Regions from separate parts of the Zea mays genome. Here region 1 is linked to region 2. Evidence: chromatin contacts called from public Hi-C data. All regions are on one chromosome and are shown on one strand. Each heading gives the region's core, a stretch centred on a gene start, on an enhancer-like site or on the middle of the called end of the contact. The rest is flanking DNA. Distances are from core to core; before and after follow the strand shown.

Evidence for each region. A called contact is a pair of places that touch in the nucleus more often than the background predicts.
Region 1: a Hi-C map of leaf shows a contact between it and region 2, with 8 times the contacts expected there. The contact joins the promoter of LOC103652383 here to the promoter of LOC103650944 in region 2. A contact is called at or near these places in 7 of 25 Hi-C or Micro-C datasets (ear, leaf and tassel) and 1 of 3 datasets of contacts at active chromatin or transcription factors (seedling).

Annotation. Positions count from the first base shown.
Region 1 is chr3:178,766,997-178,770,571 of Zm-B73-REFERENCE-NAM-5.0, reverse strand. LOC103652383 (SKP1-like protein 1) reads left to right here and starts at 1,394. Exons shown (of 1, transcript XM_020551156.1): 1 at 1,394-2,182. The coding sequence starts at 1,436. The coding sequence ends at 2,035.
Region 2 is chr3:178,450,023-178,453,727 of Zm-B73-REFERENCE-NAM-5.0, reverse strand. LOC103650944 (Erythroid differentiation-related factor 1-like protein) reads right to left here and starts at 2,134. Exons shown (of 10, transcript XM_020550408.3): 1 at 1,838-2,134; 2 at 1,029-1,141; 3 at 653-860; 4 at 16-571. The coding sequence starts at 1,980.

The DNA.
Region 1 (3,575 bases), core at 145-2,644, 320 kb before region 2:
TTATTATAAATAAGAATAAAATTTTGTATAAATTATTTCATACATTATTTGCTCCATACAACAAAAAAGGTGAAAAAATATATGTATCCGTATTCGATTTGTATCCGAAATTTATATTTATTATTTGAGAAGATATATGATAGATTTAAGGTTTACCTTTCATGAATCTTTACAAACTCAATACTAAAAACAAGAATATAAATTTGCATAGCAGATTCTATATTCTATTAATTCACAATCAAAGAAAAAAGACCAAAAACTGATATCTGAATAAGTATCCGTTTACACTTCTACGTAGGTTCGAACCCACCTCATGCATCGTTTTTTGTTTTTTAACATTTTACGTTGATTTAATTAAATGGGCTGACAGGCTAACGAGCCGGCCTGACACAGTCAGCAGGTCGGCATGACGTGCTTGTACGGATGTAAATGGATATCCGAACTGTTAGGACAAATTTAATATTTTAAAATAGATATGTATGAAATTTGATGCTAATCTCTTCTTATGTTATGAAGCACATTATTATAAATAAGAATAAAATTTTGTATAAATTATTTCATACATTATTTGCTCCATACAACAAAAAAGGTGAAAAAATATATGTATCCGTATTCGATTTGTATCCGAAATTTATATTTATTATTTGAGAAGATATATGATAGATTTAAGGTTTACCTTTCATGAATCTTTACCAACTCAATACTAAAAACAAGAATATAAATTTGCATAGCAGATTCTATATTCTATTAATTCACAATCAAAGAAAAAAGACCAAAAACTGATATCCGAATAAGTATCCGTTTACACTCCTACTTGCTTGGGCCAGAGCTGTGGCCCACGGGCGTCTGGCCCGTGCCGGGCCGTCATTTGGCTATCTATAGGCGTAGCTGTGGCCCGCGAGTGTATGGCCCGTGCCGGGCCGCCGTTTGGCCATATATAGACGTGCAACGGATTAATTTGAAATAGCTGTGAGAGGTTATTTGTAAAAATATGACACGAGACGACCATTGAAACCGGTGCTTAAGTATAGTAGAGATATGAGCAATTGCACGTACATATATCACCAAAATATTGTTACAATTATAGACAAAACTATGCGTTTTTTTAAAGTAAAACAGGACTTTAGGAGCACGCCCGGCGCTATGCATGGCATGCAACAGGCCCGCGATTCATAACAGAAAATCAAGGGCTGAGACCTGATTGTTATCACGTGCAGCAGGCAACTGACAAGAGCGAATCTAGGAGATGCAATCTGCACCTACCGTATCCTACCGTACCGCGGCCGTGGTGTCTCCCCCGTTCCTATCAAGCCGCCCCTCACTATATATACGGACGTGCCGCATCGTGGATCGTAGTTGGCCGCGTGCGAGAGTCGCCAGCCTACCGCCCTACCCCCGACTGCCGACCCCGCCTGCCCGCGGCACCGCGAAGAAGATGCTTACGCTGAGGAGCTCCGACTACGAGGAGTTCGAGGTGGAGGAGGCGGTGATGATGAAGTCAGAGATCATCCGCTTCATGATCGAGGACGACTGCGCCAACAACGTTATCCCGCTCCCCAACGTGAATTCCAAAACTCTCGCCCTGGTCATCGAGTACTGCAACAAGCACGTCCACGCCGCCGCCAAGCCCGCCGACGACGACTCCGACGCCGCGGAGACCACCAGCGCCTCATCAGCTGGGGGCGGCGGCGAGGTCGACCTCAAGAAGTGGGACGCCGAGTTCGTCAAGGTCGCGACGGCGACGCTCTTCGACCTCATCATGGCTGCCAACTATCTCGACATCAAGGGGTTGCAGGACCTGACCTGCCGGGCGGTGGTCGACATGATCCAGGGCAAGTCACCGGAGGAGATCCGCAAGACCTTCAACATCAAGAACGACTTAACCAAAGAGGAGGAGGAGGCGATCCGTAGTGAAAACTCCTGGGCCTTCGAGAGATGTAGTCTCCCGCTCCCCGTCCGTACTGGACCGCCGTGGTTACTGTTAGCTTTGATCTTGATTGCTAGTTTGCTCGTCTACAGTTATCTTCTGATCTGATACATTAATAAGTAGTATGTTTTATCTATAATTATTAGCTAATATATTGGGCAAAGACTAATATGCAAGCAGCCATTATATACAAGTGTGCAAACATGTCTTTTGGTCCGTTAGATTTAGATCTAACCGTATTGCTATATTTAACGTTTAAATCCTTCCACCACCATCTCGTTTAACTTTATAAAAAACCCTAACAAATCACGATTACACATACGGTTAGATCTAGATTCAATGCACCAATTGAGCTGCTTACACGCTTGCACCTAACGTCTGCTTGCATATTAGTCGTTGCCAATATATTGAGGAGTTCGTCTGTGATCTGCAGTTATCAGCTAATATATTAAGTATTTAGGAATTCCATCTACATGCTGCGAATATAATTAAGCTACAAAGTCAAGAATCAAAATTTCAAGAAATCTATCTACAAATTCATTGATCTGACTTTTCAGATCCGAACAAAAAGTGCAACCTGTCTTTAGAAATTATGTTTTTATTGAATTTTAGAACATTTAAATCTGAAGTTATATTATCTAGTGCCCACAAGCGCATGTAGGGTCATGAGACCGATTCCAATCATCCGCTCTTTTTTTTTGCCCCTTTTTCTCCTCATAAATTTCTATGGTCTGCATGGGGTTCCGATTAAAATTTGGATTAATTATATACATGTCACTTAACTTTTACAAAATTAAATACCTAGTTCAATTGAATTTAGTGGTGTTGAATTAATCACATAATATACATGTTATCTTGATAAACCATAAGGCGTATGGATGATTCCATTGCTTTAATAGTAATAATAATAATAATAACATAAAAATGAAACTAAAATAGGATTTATAATAATTAAGTGTTAGAATAAATAAAAATTAAAAAGATTTTAATTAAAATATCAAAAATGGAATTGTAAAATTGGTATATTAAATTGATATATTAATGAACTATGTTTGTAGTCTCCAAACACACATTAATACTCACCTTACCAATCTTTGTGTTTTGTACACTGTCTTGAGCAGTCTATACCCATCTTTTATCCATCTTTGTGTTCAAAATCCAATTTTGATAGCCACATGTGATCGTTAGATGTTTTTTGTCTGTTAAAAGTTTCATCGTCGTCGCTGCTATTGTCATGGCTGCAATACTGACAAGGTTTCTCTCTTTCAATGATCATATCATTAACAACATAAAAAATACAATGATGTTAATCAAATGGACCGACAGGCTAACGAGTCGGTCCGGCACAGTCAGCAGGTCAGCATGACGTGCCTGGGCCAGAGCTGTGGCCCGCGGGCGTCTGGCCCGTGTCGGGCCACCGTTTGGCTATCTATAGACGTACAACGGTCCGGCACAATCAGCAGGTCGGCATGACGTGCCTGAGCCAGAGCTGTGGCCCGCGAGCGTCTGGCCCGTGCCGGGCCGCCGTTTGGCCATCTATAGACGTGCAGCGAGTTAATTTAAAATAGCTGTGAAGGGTTATTTGTAAAAAGATGACGCAAGACCACCATTAAAACTGGTGCTTTAAGTATAGTAGAGAAAACTGGTG
Region 2 (3,705 bases), core at 885-3,384:
GTAATGAAAGCATACCTGTCTAGAAACATCCCATAGGTGCAAACTGACTGCAATATATTTCTCGTTGCTAAATATAAGCAAGTCACTACCCAAAAGCACATGGAAATTGTGGAATTGCCAAAAGCAAACCTTCCGAAATCCATTATTTCCCACTCTCTTGCTCTTCTCAGATTCTTGCACCTCACAGCTGTTTTTTTCACCAACACGAGTCGTTTTTTTAATAGGATCAGACCCTTTGACTTTTCGATTGTTTTCCATTGCTCCCAGGTACAGGCTTTCATGAGTACTATGAGAAGCTTTTCTACTTTTACTGTCATTCTGATCCAGATAAGGTGATGTGCTAAAACTAGATGATGGGGATGAATCAAAAGAACCCTCGTCACAGCCAAAAGATCCACGCAATACTGCAGATGCTGTTTGCTTCTTCTGTGAAGGTTGATGACTTGGGGGACAATCACAAGCTTCTGCTCGCACAGAGTGCATTGCGAAGTTCAGAAATATTGATGGATCAGATCCTTTAGGCTGGTTACCTTGTCTTCTGAATATCTTTTCACCTTCATCAACATCAGGCCTACAACACGAATACACGATTAAACATTCATGTGTATTAACTATACTCAGCATGATGATGATTATGCAACCAGCTACATACCCTGTGTTTAGAATGAGTGTATCTCCTATACGGTTTACAGCAATAGATACTTGTGCCTTGGAGTATGGAATTTTGAAAATCTGCTTCATGATATCAGCTGGGGCAATCACATCTATTTCATCACCATATTCTGCCAAACCTGACACAGCTAATGCTTCACACTTCCTTGATAAGTTCTGGTTGATATGACCACTGTCATACCGTAATCCTGAAGAGTATGAACAGAGTCATAAAGGTGACAATAAAAAGTGAACTGTCGCACACAATACCTACAGTAATTCATCAGTGCCGAACAGTTCGCAGAGAAAGTTAGCTACAAGCCAGTATTCCTCTTATGCTGATCAGATTGTAATTATCAAGGGTTAATAGAGATAACCTTCAGTACTCTTAGCATCACTTGAAAAAACCTTCTCTGGGATGTTTGGAATCATAGGGAGTGTGTTCAGATCAGTCTCTAATGGCAGCATTTGATACCTTGGAGCACCAATCCTACATCAAGAACAGAATTAAACAGCAATTCTCCGGAAGAGGCATTTGCATGCATTATTCAGTTCCAGCTACAGGATTAGGACCATAACGACTAAGTGTCGTTTTATAATTTTTATCTTTCAATATGACTGTGTGCACATGCTTGTTATTCATTGCAGTATGGGAGATAAAACCAAAAGAGGGTAAATGGTATACAGTACCCATCAGCATACCACCACCAGAATATGTGTTCATTTCGTTTCATTTTTACATGATATAGCAACTGAATTTTGGTAGGTTGCATCCATCGATCAGACCAATCCTAGCCAATAGTAGGACAAGACTTCTATTCATTTCACCATAGCAGTTTCATCACCATTTCCTATGATAACAATTTGTAAATCCAATAAGCAATTGGCAGTTTATCTGCAGAACTCAACTGAAGCGTACTATCCCCAGGGTCTTCCCTAATCGCTACCAAATAACAAACACAAATACTTCTAATTGCACAACATAGATGGTGTTCATTCCCATGGAACTCCATCTCAAACTCCCAGCCTCAACCCTTAACAAAAGTCCTACAGGTCAATCGAGACGCTTTAAACCCTAGAAGCATCATCCCCTCCTGATTGAGAATAGGACAAACAGTAGCCAGAGGGCTTAAACACGCGCGCGTAGGCATATACGGAGAGGCGAGAGTGGGGAAGTGGGGCTTACGGGGACGGAGAAGGCAGGAGGACTGGGAGAGAGGCAGAGGAGTCGGTGGGGACGGGGAGGGAGCCAACGCGAAGGTAGCGCGCCGGCGGCGGCGCGGCGACCTCGAGCCTGCCCACGCACTGCAGCTCTCCCGGCGCGTCCATAGCTGGGCGCAGTCTTCGGGTTCGCCGGCGGCGGGTTCTGGCGTTCTAGCACTTCTATGGACGGAGCTTTCTCGCTGTTTTGCTTCGCGGTGATTCGCTTGGCAGTTTGATGGGTTCGAGAAGGCTTGCGGTCCCAAATGGAAAAACACTGAGGCAGTGTTTGGTTGAGGAGCAAGTAGAACCGAGCCGTTCCATTCTTGATTCTAGAAACGGAGCCGATATGTTTTGTGTTTGGTAATCTGGAACGGAGTGGCTCTGTTTTTTGTTTGGTTGCAGAGTGAACGGAACGGAGCGTGACTGTGAGAGCGGGATGGAAACGGAGCGGCTCCGTCCGGTTGATTTTTTGGAGCGGAATGGTTCCGGATCTGAGAAGAATATTCCCTAATTGGAGTCATTCCGTTATAGTTACTTTGTAACCAAACAGCAACAAAACTGAGACATAACGGCTCTGTTCTACTTGGCTCTTCAACCAAACACTACCTAATATGCAATTCAAGCTCTGTTCGTCCGTTGAATTTGTAATTGTAGTTTGCTATGAGCTTTTTTATAAAGCTATAATGGTGAGAGGATTTAAATATTAAATATAACATACGGTAGAACAAAAGACCTACTTACATGTTTGTAACTCCTGTATATTAATCGTTGCCCAGTCTCAAAGGGAGCGGGCTAGCATGCAGCAGCTAGACCCATGCCACACTAGCTTCATCTTTCAGTTCCAGAAATTCGTTGAAGATATCCGTTTCAAAAATAGTGTGAAATTCTCCGATCAATGTAATTGTCCAGTTGTCCCGTAGGTCCATAAAGCTAGTGGCGGAGCCACAGCCCGGCGAGCCTAGGCACGTGTCCGGGCTTCGGCTCTGGTGCTCCTCTATTGGCTTCAACGCGAGTGACGCACGATCCCTGCTACCGGTGTCCTCGGCCTTTCCTCTGCACAATGACTCACACCTCAGCACTGCCGCCTTAGGCCTTTGAAGACCACCGTCGTGCATGAACGGAACTGGAGCACCTGCTCCGACGGGCAACAGACGACAGTGCAATGGTGGAGTCCCGGGTGACCGGGCTTTACTTTTACACTGGCTCCGCCACTACATAAAACAATCCTCAAGAGTTCACCTGACATAAGATTTCATTTCTTCTTATATAACACTAGTAGCTAGTGCGCAGGTTATTAGTTAGAGTCTTAGAGACATGTGCTAAGTTTTATACTTTCTCTCGAATATTTTATTGTCGGCTAGTTATTTTTAAACTAAAACGTGAAGAGAAAGTATGTCATAACAGTAATACATTTGATAGTATAATTATAGGCATTTAAAAGGTTGAGAAGCATTCATGTTTAGACTGTGACATGTCAAGATTCTAAAGTTTTTGGGAGTGCGCTTGTGCAAAGCAAGATAGAAAAAATATATGTTTTTACCTTTATCTTGAAAAGAGGAGTCTAGTGAAGGCAATTCAATTTTTCTTTCTTTTGGTCTTGAAATAAGAGCAGTGAATGTGCTTCAAGTTCTTCTGTCGTACTCCTACATTCCTTCCTATTAAAAAATACTCTATTGGCTCTGTTAGCTCTATTCGTGGATGCGCAGTGGAACAGGACTCGGAACATGTTAAAAAAATTGTAGAAGGAAAGATTATAATAACCTAAAGCGACGGGAAGACGAACAATTTCATTGGATGCTTCCTTTGTTTTATCTACTGTTGTGCCATCTGTTCGTATGTGCTTCGAGAGGG